Regions from separate parts of the Mus musculus genome. Here regions 2, 3 and 4 are each linked to region 1. The links are chromatin contacts, called in public ChIA-PET and Hi-C maps. All regions are on one chromosome and are shown on one strand. Each heading gives the region's core, a stretch centred on a gene start, on an enhancer-like site or on the middle of the called end of the contact. The rest is flanking DNA. Distances are from core to core; before and after follow the strand shown. Region 1 holds the start of Pag1 (phosphoprotein associated with glycosphingolipid microdomains 1). Region 2 holds the start of Tpd52 (tumor protein D52). Region 3 has its middle 18 kb from the start of Tpd52. Region 4 has its middle 20 kb from the start of Gm41996.

Region 1 (3,271 bases), core at 209-2,708:
AACACCTCTCATCCATCCCGACTGTCAATGCCGTGTGACCGACTTCCTCACGCTGCTGCCTTCTGCGCCATGGTAGACTGGACCCTCAAAGCATGGCTCGAACCAAAGCCTTCATTCCCTGAGTCGCTGCTGTTGCCAAACATTTTGTCACAGCAATGAGAAAAGTCACTAGTACAGCCTGGTGGTGAAATCCAGACCTTTATAAGTTCTCAAACCAACGAACCTCTCACCGTCCTCTAAATCCAGCCAAGTTGGATCCTGCATCCTTATTCTCAAAGTACCTTTCCAAGCTGAAGACTGAGTTTAATATCTCCTACACATCCTCCTCTGCAACGTATTAACATTCCTTTCTCCTTTACTCAACTCCCTATTCCCACCCCTTTGCTCCTAATGAGCCGTTTTTATCCAGCCAACTTCACACTACCTGAGTGAATGTGTGTATGTTTAATATCACTCGTGCCTGTTCTTCCCCATTAGAGAAAACAAATGAACTTGTCAGACAAATAACTGTTTGGTTTAGAGTTCAGTGGACTTGGCTCAGAAGTCCTGAGTGTCACATCTGGACTGGTTATTTGTTTCCACACTGTCTATCCCCATTTCCGGGTTGCTTGTTTAATAAGTTAAAATTCAAGGCCAACAAAACCCTTGTCAGATTTATCTGCAGCTTGTTCCAGGCAATATTCGAGTCCTCCCCACCCCACCCCACTCCCCCACACAATCTCCCCTCCCACTCCCTCCCCCAGTGCCCAGTGGGTGAACCCGAACCATAGTGGATACGCCTTGGAAATTCCAAGTTAAAAGCATTTTCACCTGATTCTCAGGCAGACCCACACGCCAGTAGCTGCTCTGGGGTCTCTGTCCTCGTAAGTGGCAAGGAAGAACAGGGTGTGGGAGGCTTGCAGCCCTGGAATAGTCTTGGACCCTATTGGAATAGGGATTCCCCATCCTCCAGACCTTCTGAATGTGCGTAGGCAAGTGTTGTATTACCATACAACCAGCACATTCTCTTGGGGAGCTTTGGGCAAGGCTATTTACAACCTACATACCTGGGCCCCACCTCTCAGAGTCTCCTGTGTTTACTTTGGAGTCCAGCCAGGACAAAGGGCTCCTACAAGCTCCTCAAGTTCTTACTCTGCATCAGATCAAAGTGAAAGGTGTCCTGCAAATTGCAGTCCTTGAAGGTTAAGCAACCATCTGGGTTAAACTTGACCTTTGCAGGCTGTCCTGGGACCCTAAGGCAGTTCCCCATAGACTGCTTCTTAAGGGACAATGGGCTAAGGAGACAACCTCAGTCACAGAGTTTTTGGTCACCAGCCCTGATTTTGCGAAGCTCCAGCTCCTTGCCCTGCAGCTGGCAGCCACATTAGCCTCGCAGCAACCCCCCCCCCGACCCCGCCCCACCCTTCTCGCTCCGCCCAACCCCGCCCGTTGGCACCGCCCCCGTGACGTGCCGCAGCAGTCGCGAACATGCGCACTGAGTCCCGCGCGCTGCTCCGCCTCGGCGCTGTCATTCTCCGCGGCGCGGCGGCCAGTGCGGACTGCGGTTCCCGCCCGGCGCGCGGGTGCTGTGACTGCTCCTCCGGGGCGGACTGGTGACTCTGCAGCGCTCTGGAGCCTCTCGTGCGGGGACTCCGTGGTGTCGCATTCCCTCAGAGAGGGAGACACGCACCCGGAGCTCCGAGCACAGCTCTCAAGGGCTGGCGGCCACGACGGCGTTTGCTCGGGTTCCCGGTGCAGTCCGAGTCTCTGCGGCCGCCCGGTGCGCCCGGGAGAGCGCACCTCCCCCGGCACGGCAGAACCGAGGCGACGAGGATCAGGAGGGTCCTGCGCCCGCTACCACTGCCCACCGCGGGCCAGCCCGGCTGCGAGCAGCGGAGTTGCAGCGCTTTTTAGAGCTCTGGAGCCCCAGAAGACCTCTGCGAACCAGTAAGTTGACTGTAGTTTCTGAAGTTTCGGGCAGCGTGGGAAGGACAGGTTCGTTTTATTCCTGTGGTTCCAGGCCGAGGTTTTACCTCCCGTTAGCGGGGCTGCGGCTGGAGGAAGGCGTACTGGACTGTAAAGGATGGGGCATGGCATTCGAAGACTCAAGGCTGGAGTCTAGGGCTGGCTCCTGCCTCTCCCGAATGTGCCAGCTGGAAATGTGCTAGGGGAGACAGGTGCTCCGAGGGCATTTGGCCCGCCGCTAAATTGCACATTCTGAGCTCCTTGATTTTGCGCCGCGTGGGGTCAGGGACGTCAGCCACCTCCATCCTAGGAAGCTCTGCCTACATCCCCTCCATCCCCTCGGAGGACTGGCACAGAGATGAGAAGCTGAGACATTGCTGCTCGGGCCTGCAGGCTTTCTGCACATCCCACTTCACTCTTCCCTTAGGCAGAAGTTGCCAACCTCCCATAATTGGAGCCTAGCCCTTTAGGGAAAAACAACTTATGTGTCAAATGAGTGTTTTGTGCTCCAAGGCATAGAAAATGAGAAAAGTGCTCTATGCGTTTTAATTCATATGCTTTAAGAATGTGGGCAAGTCTCAAAGAAACAGGATTCCGAGGATGGCTGAGTTGTCCTGCATCTCTTATGTAAGCCTCCTGGCTGGGTACCTTTGCATCTGCAGGGGCTGCATCTGGGCCTCTACTCACTCCATTTTTTTTTTCAAGTCCAGCTTGAGCCGTATTTAATAAAAACGTTGACATGATATAGTGGTTCGTAGTCAGAAACAGGGCAGTCTTTAAATTAGACTGTCTTCTCCTAATAGGGAGCATGGGAGGAAGAACTTGGTGTATTTTTTTCAAGGCAGTTCAAGGAATTAGATACATAAATCATGCTTTAAAATACCATACATTGTACAGAGAGCATGCACAGAACCCTCTTTAGAACACATCCCCTTTTGTTTTAGTAAAAGTGGAGATTTGCTCATACCAGACAATTGTTGAGTCTGAAAGTGAAGTGCACTGATGGCCTTAATTATCTTAATAAACAAAGAGCATGATTTATAGGTAGCTACAGTGGCCTACTTTGAAGGGTAGAAATCTTTAACCTTTCATTCTCAGCTGCCCCTAGAGATTCCTTTTAAGCAGAGCAATGGATTAATGCCATTGATGTTTAATACTTGAGTTGATTAAATTTGTAAAAGGAATTCTTTGAAATACCATACAGCCCTGCTGTGTGACTGATAGGCAGTGACTGTTATAAAGAAAGATAATATTTAGAGTACCAGCTTTGCATTAACCAAACAGCTCATATTGCAGCTGCCCTGTGATACACATGTATCCATAGATG
Region 2 (3,271 bases), core at 577-3,076, 870 kb after region 1:
GCTAGAGAAAATACAGTACAGCAGGTTGGGTACAGGATGCAGGGTGGATGTCACCAGAGGCTGTAGTGTGTCTGTGGCAGAGCTAGGTGACCTTTCCATAGGAAGGAGGCTAGAACAGCAGTGGACAGACCTTCCCACTAACTCTGACTGGGCCCTGTCAGAGGGAATGACGTAGTGGACTGTAGAAAACCTGACGTTTGAAAGAAAACAGAATTATTGTCCTTTCTGTGCAGGGCTTCACTACATAGCCCAAGCTGTAGTAGTCCTCCTGCCTCAGCCTCTTTGGGTCTGGGATTTCAAGGATGAGCCATTGCACCTCTTTGTGACAATTCATGGTTTCAATTAAACAGCAAGCATTCGTAACTGCCAAAATCTTGTTGTCTTTAAGGAGGAAACTATAAATATTTTTGTTAAAAATAAATTCTCAAAAAGTTTAAATTAGACAAAGGCATTCCCTAGAGTACACACGACTACCTAAAAAGAACAGAAACGAGAATCAGTCATAAATTGAGATGAATATGGATCATCTTAGAGATTTTGAAGACTAGTCATACACTGGAATTTCTGCTCATCATTAAAATGGTTTGCTTTTGGGGGCTGGAGAGATGGCCCTGGGTTAAGATTGTTTACTGCTCTTACAGAGGACCCAGGTTCAGTTCCCTGACTTCATATAGTGCGTCATAACTGCGTGTTGGTCCTAGGGGATTCTGTCAACCTGTTCTGACTCCTACTGACATGAACTCGAGCCCACACAAACAACACAATAGAAAGCTCAGGCCTTACATTTCAGAGACTATAAATAGATTCCAGAGATTATGTATTGTTTTTGTGTTTTTGAGATGGGGTCTCTCATTGAAGTCCCAGCTAGCTTCATGGCAATCCCCCTGTCTCAGGTTTCTGAGTAATGTGATTATGGCATGAGCCACCATGCCTGGCTTGACCTATTTCCTCCTTTTAACTTAGTTCCACCAAGGGCCTGCAAGCGCTGTTGGGTCACAGCAATAGCCATGGAGAGAGCATGAGCAGGGTCTCTGGAGGCCTGGGATGGAGGAAGTGGACTTGGTGATTGTAAAGTTTTACCAGCCAGCTCCCTTTCTGCCTGGAGGGTGTGCCAAAGAAACAAGTTCTTTGTAGAGCCCTGAGGGCATGCCTGACTTTGCTTAAACAAAGGAGCTGAAACACCCCCTGCCCCCAGCTGTGGGAGTTTCAGCCCCCCCACCCCCCACCCCGGAAGCGGTGGGAGCTGCCTGCACCTTCCAGCTACTTCCTATGAAAACCTCATTCTTCCAAAGAGTCAGTTTAAAATTGTTTGACAGTTATTCAGATTCTGCTTTAGAAAAAAAAAAAAGGATGATGGGTCTAGCTTTATTTTTGTATTAGGTTCTGCTTAAAAGGCTGCTTGCTAAACACGGGATGCCAAGCTCTCAGAATCCTGTATAATATAGGGTGCAAGAAAAGTATCACCCAGATGGCATTTTCGGGGAGATTACTGACAGATAATCCTCTCTTGTCCTAGAAGATTAAGTCTGCCCCGCCGACGATGTGGTCAGATGACCGGTCTAAAAAAGTTGTATTTTAAACAATATTCCTGCTAGTGTCTAGTGTTTGTACAACTGAATGGGGCTCCAGAGTGGGGGGCCTCCTTTGTGTACAGAGGGAAGGCCACTCCCTCTGCCCCGGTTATTCTTTGTTCAGTGAATTAGCGACAGGTGGTGACTAGGGCCCTCCTAAGGGAGGAGTCACTACAGACCTGCTCGTGGGAGCCGGAGCCACGCCGGGGCCGGAGCTGGGCGGGGCTTTAAGCCCGGTTCCTCTGGGCCGGAGCTGGGCGGGGCTTTAAGCCCGGTTCCTCTGGGCCGGAGCTGGGCGGGGCTTTAAGCCCGGTTCCTCTTCTCACCTGGGCTGCACAGGTCAGCCGGATCTCCCTCAGCCCGGGGCTCCCAGGCTGCCGCAGCGCCATGCTCGCCTTGCTCGCTGCCTTCAGCTAGCATGGAGTGCAGAGATATGGAGTTGGCTGATGATTACCAATCCCCCTTTGATTTTGATTCTGGAGTGAACAAGAACTACCTCTACCTCTCTCCAAGCGGGAACACCTCGCCGCCTGGTTCACCTACACAGAACGTTGGTAACTATTTGTGTAGTGAGTTCCCTCTGCTGTGTTCTTCAACATGGGAAGTTATTTTTGGTTGTTAACTGTTTAGAGTGGGACAATGAATTTTAAAGTTGGCACCGTCTGTTTCTATGCTCCTTAGAGGTCTGTGGATGTGCGGTGATGGTGAATGACACGGAGGGTCTTGGGGTCAAATAGTGGGTACAGTTTTAAAATCTGCCTAGGCAGTGTCTTAGTAAAGGATGCTTAGGCATTCAAAACCGTTCACCACACTCAAGGGCCTGGTGAGTGTGCTACAATAACACCACAAGTATCAAGGTGAAGATAGGCTTGGGTTTTCCCTTGGGAGACCAAAAGCCATGTAGACAAATAGCTATGTACACCTCACAGTTTCCAAAAGGGAAAATGAAAAACCACCACACCTTTGGAAGCAGCTGTTTCTTCCCATGTGGGACACGGATTTGTTCACAAGGCGGAAACCAGGCTGTGACAGTCTGAATTGATCCCCACATAGGGTCCAGCAGAAGTGGGGACAGCCTCCTTCCCAGCTTGCAGGAAGGATCCTATTGCTTGCCAAGAAGAGGAGATGGCTTAATGAACTCCTCTGTCAGAGTCAAGGAAGCAACTTGGCTTTCCCAGAAGAAGTTAATTATTTCCTTACTGTGGAGAATTGGTTACGTTTTGTTCTTTTTAAACAGTAGAGCTTGGGAAACCTAGAAGACAGTGAAGGACAGACTGTGGCACCTCTGATCCAAGCTGCTGGGGGTTTGGACGTTTGCAGGGCACAGGTGTGTGCTAACACAGCATGCTTCAGTGCTTGGTTATAGCAGCCACCTTTGAGGTATAGTCTGGATTTTCAGAAACCCACATATGTTGATAGTTTCAGGCTAACACTGCCCTCTAGAAGTTGGAAGCTGTTAGTAATGTCTGTGGGAGACAGGGCATGGGAAAAGCATTTTTCTTCTCATTTTCACACTTCCCTTGCCTGTGACCCATGTGGGATCTCTGGGCTTCCCCGTTACCCAGCACTTAAGAGGGGGGATGACCTAGTTCTAACTTGTGGGCTTGTGAATCAGAGCAGGGCTCACAGTGGGGACGGTGGGGCTGTCATTAAGGCTTGAGAGTGGGCGGAGTGGCAGGGTCCCCAGCAGGGACTGGGGA
Region 3 (3,271 bases), core at 236-2,735, 850 kb after region 1:
ATTCCAGTCCCCTTGTGTGCTGTTTTAGAAAAACAAATGTTACTGAGCTATATATACACATGTGTATTTTCCATTTCCTCTGGGTCATGCAGAGCTCTGTATAAGTACCTGCTGGTCACTTCATCCTCCTCAGCTGGTGCATGGCATTACAGAGTATTTATGTGCTATGACTTCATGTCAGGCTGCAGTTATTTTGGTTCTTTCCAGTGGTTTGTGTGTGTGTGTGTGTGTGTGTGTGTGAATTATTATAAGCAAGTGCTTTGTTTAGTTTCCTGCATGAAGTGTGCTTGTCAAGGATAATATGCAGAAGTGAAATTGATGATCATGTGAAACTTTAGTTTAGACGCTGACTTCCTGGTACTCACATGGTAATGCCCAACCATACGCAGTTTGCCTTATTCACCTTCCAGTTCGCAGCTAATTCAGTGCAGTGGAATTGGAATGCGCCAATTGGACCTTTCACACTGTGTGTAGTAGCCTTCGGATTACTGACGTGTGAGAGTGTGTGTGTGTGTGTGTGTGTGTGTGTGTGCGTGTGTTGACATATTTAAAACCCTTTTTAATACTCAAAAGTTTTCCTTTCTAACAACTGCAGACTGGTAAGAACTATGTTCAGCAGCAGTGGGTCATATACATAGAGGGCTGAGTGTCTGTTGTTCTGTAGTTCAGGTTGGCCTCCAATTAGTGATCCTCCTGCCTCAGTCTCCTTAATGCTGGGATTGTAGGGATGCACCAACGTAGCAGTTTCAGTTGGACTGAGAGAGGGACACTGTGAGCTAGCTGCATCCTTTCTGTCCATGTCTCAGAGCTGGATTTCAGGCACACACCACCAGCATCTTCAGCATCTTCAGCATCTTCAGAGTTTTCCTACGTCATGCCGAACTCTGATGCCCATGACCAAGATCAGTGTTGACTGCGGTGTCCTGCTGAGGGGTTCTCCCCACCCCCATGCCTTGGCAGCACTGCCACAAGAAGTAGGGAGGCCTGTAGTCATGGGTGGGCTATAGAGGGCCCACTGTGTTTTTAGTTTTACCAATAACCAGTTCCAAATTTTCAGAAACCATGGGATGGTAAAATTAGGAAGGAAAGAGAAGGGAGGAGGTGAGGGAGGGAGGTGAAGAGGATGGGGGGGGGGAGGAAGAGAGGCAGAGAGAGGAGGAGGGAGAGGGGCGTGGACAGGGAGAAGGAAGAGATGGAATGTAGGTTCATACACAGTTTTCAGCCTCCTTTTGCCTAAATTATTAAAACCAGCCCCTCAAAGCTGCTGCTATTTTAAAAATAAGAGATTCTTCTCCCAACAAAACAAAGCAAACAAACCAATCAGGGCACATATTCCACAAGAAAAGGTATTACTTTTCAGTTTGATTTGAGGGGGAAAATTGCTTTTCCTTTTGCCTCACGCAGATGTTGAGTGCAGAGCTGCCCGCTCCCCCTACGCGAGTGCTGAGGTGTCTGTCAGTGAGGGCTTCCTCTTTGCCTCATGCCCTGGGCCTGGGAACTGCAGAGCTCCTCAGGAAGGAAGGGATGCTGCTGCCGGTCTAAGAGGCTGGCTCTGCCCCTGAGCACCTGTGGGAAGGTGTCAGTCCACGTGAGCAGCTTCCTCAGCAGCCCTGCAGCACACAGATGATCTTCCCGTGCGCACATGTCACCATCTGTGGTGACAAATGTGGCATTTAAAGAATCACTTACTTGCCTTTCGGGTCTTAGCAGAAGGTCACCATGTTTGGCCACAAGGATGGTGGTTTTATCTTCCTTCCGGCTTCTGGCAAGTCTGGTTTTCCTTTCGCTTGAGGCACAGTTGGTGAAGCACCCACATGGTGGCTAACATCCATTGGTAACTCCAGGTCTGGGAGTGAAGGGTGGGGGCTATGTTCTCTTCTGACAGCCGCAGGCACCTGGTACACTTGTGCTACACAGACAGAAATGTAGGCAAGACACTCATATAGATAACAACTATTCTTAAAAATAGAGATAACTTACTTTATGAGGTTTTTGGTGGTCTAATTTCCTGGGATCAGGAGTTGAGGAAGTTGAAGTGTGCCAGACACTTTGATAATTCTTAAGTTTGGTCAAAATGGACACAGAATACCTTGAAACAAGTGGACATAAAAGCTATGCAAAAGGTCTATAGTTTCAGTGCATACCCATCTCACAGATCGGAGACATCCTCTTTGTGGACATCACCTTTCTTATGTGGTTTCAGGGAATCTAACAAAAACCGTGGTTTTGAAGAAAGGATCTGAGATTTGTGTGTGGTGCCTGGCCTTCCCCAGTCACTTCCTGGTCTGAGACCTAATAAATATTTAATGTGAGGAGGCCTCTGCTGAGCTTGCTGGTTGCCATGGAGAGGTGACTGCGGTGTGGAAGACAGGCCTTCAGTGACAGGGGTGATCAGGAAAGGTCATTCGGCTTCAGCTGGAGGTGACTTCCTGTTCTGGCTTGATGAGTTTCAGTAGGGCCTCCACGTGTAACGTTCCCAGTTCCCAGTTCACGTATTGCTTTGTCTTAGAGCTCTGATTTCAGCTCTAACTGTACAATGACAGCCTTGGATATTGAGACAATGAAGACAGATGTTAAGCATTGTTTCTGCTATAATTGTGAAAGAATGAAGTGTTATGCTCTACAGAGCGATATAGAACACCAAGAAAACCTTACTTGGCGATAGCTTTCATTTGAAGAAACATGAACATTCTTCCTGAGTCTGACCATCCCTTCACCCAGTTCTAAATCTGTTTGCAACATCTGTCATGTGTGATGTGTCTCACTTGAAAGATCAGCCAGTAAATGGATGTGACTTTCATGATGATATAAAACCTCTATATTTTATGAATATTATAAGGATGTACCGTAAGTGAGTTTTTAAATTAAAATCCTGGAGAAAGGGCCTTGCTGTGTTGTCCAGACTTATGACAAACTTCTGGGCTCTAGCCGTCTGTCTTAGTTGTGTGTGTTGCTCTGATTTCACACTAACGAAAGCAGCTTGGGGAGGAAAGGGTTTGTTTCAGCTTACAGGTCTCAGGTCACACGCTCCATCACTGAGGTAAATCAGGGCAGGAGCTACAGCAGAGGCCGGGCCAGGGCTGCTTACTGGCCTGTTCCTCCTGACTTGCTCAGCCTGCTTTCTTAGAGAATTTAGGTCTGCCAGCCCAGGGGTGGTACCATACACAGTGGGTGACCCACATCAATCATTAGTCAAGAAGGTGACCTTGCAGACTTGCCTACAGGCTACTCTGATGGAAGCATTAGGGCTTCCTCTTCCAGCAGGGTGGTG
Region 4 (3,271 bases), core at 509-3,008, 680 kb after region 1:
GAATTCTACAATGACAGTTTATGCTCACTTGATTGCCACTGCCTATGGTCACACATGTGCGCGTGTGCGCGTGCCGCGCGCGCGCACACACACACACACACACACACAATGTAGTGACACACAAAACTGTTAAACTAAAAGCAGGTGCTGTTCCTCCCGTCTCAGTTCCAGAATGGTATGCAGCAGCACACACACAGCTGGTGCTATATTGGTTTGATTTTTGTTTTGTTTTGAACAGAACACACTAAACACACCGAGGGTCTGAGACAATGTAGGCTTTTGTGACTGTGTGAAGCGCTACTCCTAACAAGATCTGTAGACACTGGCCCTAAACTCACAGAGACCCTGAGTGCTGTGACTAAAGGCATGGGCCGCCACCACCCAGTGGGACTTTTGTTTTTTGTTTTTTTGTTTTTTTATTTATTTAGTTTTTATTTTGTTCAAGGTAGGGTTTCCCTGTGTAGCCTTGGCTGTCCTAGAATTCACTCTGTGAATCAGACTGGCCTTGAACTCAAAGATCCATCTGCCGCCTGAATGCTGGGATTAAAGACGTGCATCATTTTCTCTATACATTTCTAAAATGAAAAAATAAAGTTGATCTATTCTTCTTCCCCCACTCCTCCATTCATTCATTCATTCATTCATTCATTCACTTATTCACTCATTTTGAGTTCTAGCAATGGGACCCAGGGCCCACACACAGTTACAGGTCAGGTCTATCACTGAGCTATATCCCAGCCCCAGGTGAGTCACTTCTCAACGGGGATCAGTTCTAGATCGAAAAACTTATCTAAACTATACCATATTAACATTGTGTCTCTCAAGAGTGATTTGCAGTCTGTAGAGTGCACTCAACTATGCGTTTTTGAATGTCCCTGCTTTCAGGAGAGCACTCTGCTAGAAAGGTTCTAACTGCCCCAAGACCTTGACAGTGCAAACGCAGTGTTAAAGCGGATTGCATTCTGTCTGCACCCATGACACTTGTAAACCATACTATGATTATGCTGAAGAAATGCACTACAAACCCCACAGAAGCCTCGCACTGCTGGACAGACAGGTCTCAATCCATGCCAAATCAGAAAATCACGGGACAGCTTCTCTGAAATCTCGCTTGAGAAAAGGTCCATTGTAAAATCTCCAAAGGTCCTGAAAGGCTTTGAGGAGCCAGGAGAAGCAGTGTTCCCACCCATTGGGAGGCCCCCAGTGGCAGCAACTGTGGAGAGGTTAGGAGAATTCTGTGAGCTAGGGGCTTCCCAGGGCGACCACCCCCAGCTCCTCTTTCCTTTTCACAAAACAGAAGTGGGGATTTCGTCTTTGCTGAACAGCCTTTAGGACTTTCCCAGCCTCCCAAGGAGAAGATGCAAAGTGGGGGTCCCCACTTTTAAGGACCCCTGAAGCTCCCCTAGGACTTGACCCTGGTGAAGTGTTTGTAAAGATGCTGCCCCATCTGCATTTCACCCATTAAGCCATCCTGACTAAAGTTAGGGCGTGGTACTACACTAGGCAGCTTCAGAACCTTCTAGATGACATTTAAACAGTTCCGATGGAGAACAACAGCTTCAGGCTGTATATCGATAAGCGCAGGCCTGTGCACTGTGCTTAAAATGGTTGGGAGGGGTTTGGGGTGGGCATGAAGGCCGGAGCTCGGGACCCTTTCACCCTCCTGTACTGTACCTGGCCTTCAGTACTGCCTCCCGCATCCCTTTCCACACCACCACCTCTTACTTTCTGTTTCACTTTTCTTCTTTCCACCTCTTCTGCAGCAGAGAGCAGATTACAGGAAGTAGGAGACAATCGAGTTAAACTAGGTAACTGAACTGTGAGCAGAGCTCAGAGGTGGAGCGCTGGCTTAGAGCCTGTGAGGCCCTGGGTTTGATCTCAGCTCAGAGAAGTGACAGCCTTTTCCAGGGCATAACCCACTATACTCCAGAACAAGCCAGTAGAAGTAGGCTTTACCTCACCAAGGGCAACATGGATTGGCACAGACCCTTTACGTGCCGTGCCCATGCTTAGAAACTATGAGATCTGTTGAAATGGGAGAGGGAGAAATAGAAAGACTTGCTTGTTGACACCCAGAGATATCCATGTCCCTGTGTCATCGGAAAGTGGAATTCTTCTTTTATGCCAAGTACCGGTTGTCCTGTCTCTGGGGGAAAAAATGTCATACCCTGGGCAAGCATGGAGAGAGAGAAAAAAAGTAATTCAGGAGCAGGCAGGCATCCAAGCATCCGACTGAGTATACAGCAGGAGCCGATCTGTGTGAGCTGTGTGTGGTTAAATCAGTCAGGCCTGAGTGAGTCATCTGATACTCTCAGGATGTCTCAGCAGAGAAGCCGCACCAAGCAATGCAGCTTAGGGATCAGACAGCAAAAGTCCCTTTATCATTGAAACCTCCTGACCTCAAAGTCAGTCTTCTGTGTTTACATTCTTTGGGGAAGTCACCTCAGAAGACATAAAGAGGCTTTTGAGCTTGTAGCTTAGCAATTTTCACAAGGATCCAGAACCACCTTTTTCAGTGGCCAATTTAAATGTCTTATTAAACCAGCCTTTGAGCCCAGATCACTTATTAAATATTTGACCCAGGAATCTAAGCCTGAAAAACTAACAACATTAAAAATGACATACAAATAATATGGGAGATGCAGGTATGTTGCTATCTAGGCTGAGAGCATCTAAGCTATAAATTTCAAAACCTTCTTGACTGAAAAAGGAGAGTGCCAGGTAAGTCCATTTGTCCTGAGTCCCACGGTGGGACCAGACCGTGGTTGGCATGGCCCAGAATGAGAAGAGTCCAGGCAAGCAGGAGCTGCAAACTCACCAAACTCTTCTACACTTGACCGTTTGAAACAGAAACAGCAGCAACCAGAAGACCATTTTTTAAAGATGGTCTTTTTGTGGTAAAAATAATTTGAGGTAATGCTCTTCTTAGAAGTTTGGAAGGAATCTGTTGACACATAGCTCCAACAAACTATAAACACCCCCAACCTTTTGTTAGGAATGTATACCGCCAGCAGTAAAGCATGGGGCTTATTGAGATATGAGGAATGCTCCTATAACAGCAAGGAGTACCCACAGGGATGCTTCCAGCATCTGACTAGGGCTCGCATGTGCTGCTGGCTAGGCGTGACAATGGCATCGAGGGTGAAGGTCTTCTGTGTGCGCAGGTCTAGCTCAGGGACAGTATGTTCACTAGTTCACTGATGAGCCTGAGAACAGGCAGAGAGCTGCTGTGATGGGTCAATCAGGGCCTTTTGTGTGCGCCTTTGTTCTC

What was found. Hi-C and Micro-C count contacts between places; a contact is called where the count stands out from the background. ChIA-PET counts read pairs in DNA pulled down with a chosen protein or histone mark.
Region 2: a contact with region 1 is called in an RNA polymerase II ChIA-PET map of memory CD8 T cells, with 12 read pairs. The contact joins the promoter of Tpd52 here to the promoter of Pag1 in region 1. A contact is called at or near these places in 2 of 39 promoter capture datasets (the C10 cell line and pre-B cells) and 5 of 115 datasets of contacts at active chromatin or transcription factors (astrocytes, bone marrow-derived macrophages, large pre-B cells and 2 more).
Region 3: a Hi-C map of B cells shows a contact between it and region 1, with 12 read pairs. The contact joins the enhancer-like site here to the promoter of Pag1 in region 1. A contact is called at or near these places in 1 of 39 promoter capture datasets (pre-B cells), 1 of 484 Hi-C or Micro-C datasets (B cells) and 2 of 115 datasets of contacts at active chromatin or transcription factors (bone marrow-derived macrophages and pancreatic cancer cells).
Region 4: a contact with region 1 is called in an RNA polymerase II ChIA-PET map of memory CD8 T cells, with 33 read pairs. The contact joins the enhancer-like site here to the promoter of Pag1 in region 1. A contact is called at or near these places in 1 of 39 promoter capture datasets (embryonic stem cells), 1 of 484 Hi-C or Micro-C datasets (B cells), 2 of 115 datasets of contacts at active chromatin or transcription factors (effector CD8 T cells and memory CD8 T cells) and 1 of 9 other capture datasets (embryonic stem cells).

Annotation. Positions count from the first base shown.
Region 1 is chr3:9,831,866-9,835,136 of GRCm38.p6, reverse strand. Pag1 (phosphoprotein associated with glycosphingolipid microdomains 1) reads left to right here and starts at 1,458. Exons shown (of 9, transcript NM_001195031.1): 1 at 1,458-1,926.
Region 2 is chr3:8,962,701-8,965,971 of GRCm38.p6, reverse strand. It overlaps Tpd52 (tumor protein D52), which reads left to right and starts at 1,826. Exons shown (of 6, transcript NM_001025262.2): 1 at 1,826-2,125. The coding sequence starts at 1,990.
Region 3 is chr3:8,980,950-8,984,220 of GRCm38.p6, reverse strand. It overlaps a transcript of Tpd52 not described here. Among named protein-coding and RNA genes, the nearest start is that of Tpd52, 18 kb to the right of the region's middle. Within about 2 kb of position 1,485, at least 117 of the 459 cell types and tissues checked have an H3K27ac peak or open chromatin away from gene starts, as enhancers often do. A contact at or near this core is called in B cells and bone marrow-derived macrophages, where this site is marked.
Region 4 is chr3:9,152,873-9,156,143 of GRCm38.p6, reverse strand. No RefSeq gene overlaps it. Among named protein-coding and RNA genes, the nearest start is that of Gm41996, 20 kb to the left of the region's middle. Within about 2 kb of position 1,758, at least 158 of the 459 cell types and tissues checked have an H3K27ac peak or open chromatin away from gene starts, as enhancers often do. A contact at or near this core is called in B cells, effector CD8 T cells and memory CD8 T cells, where this site is marked.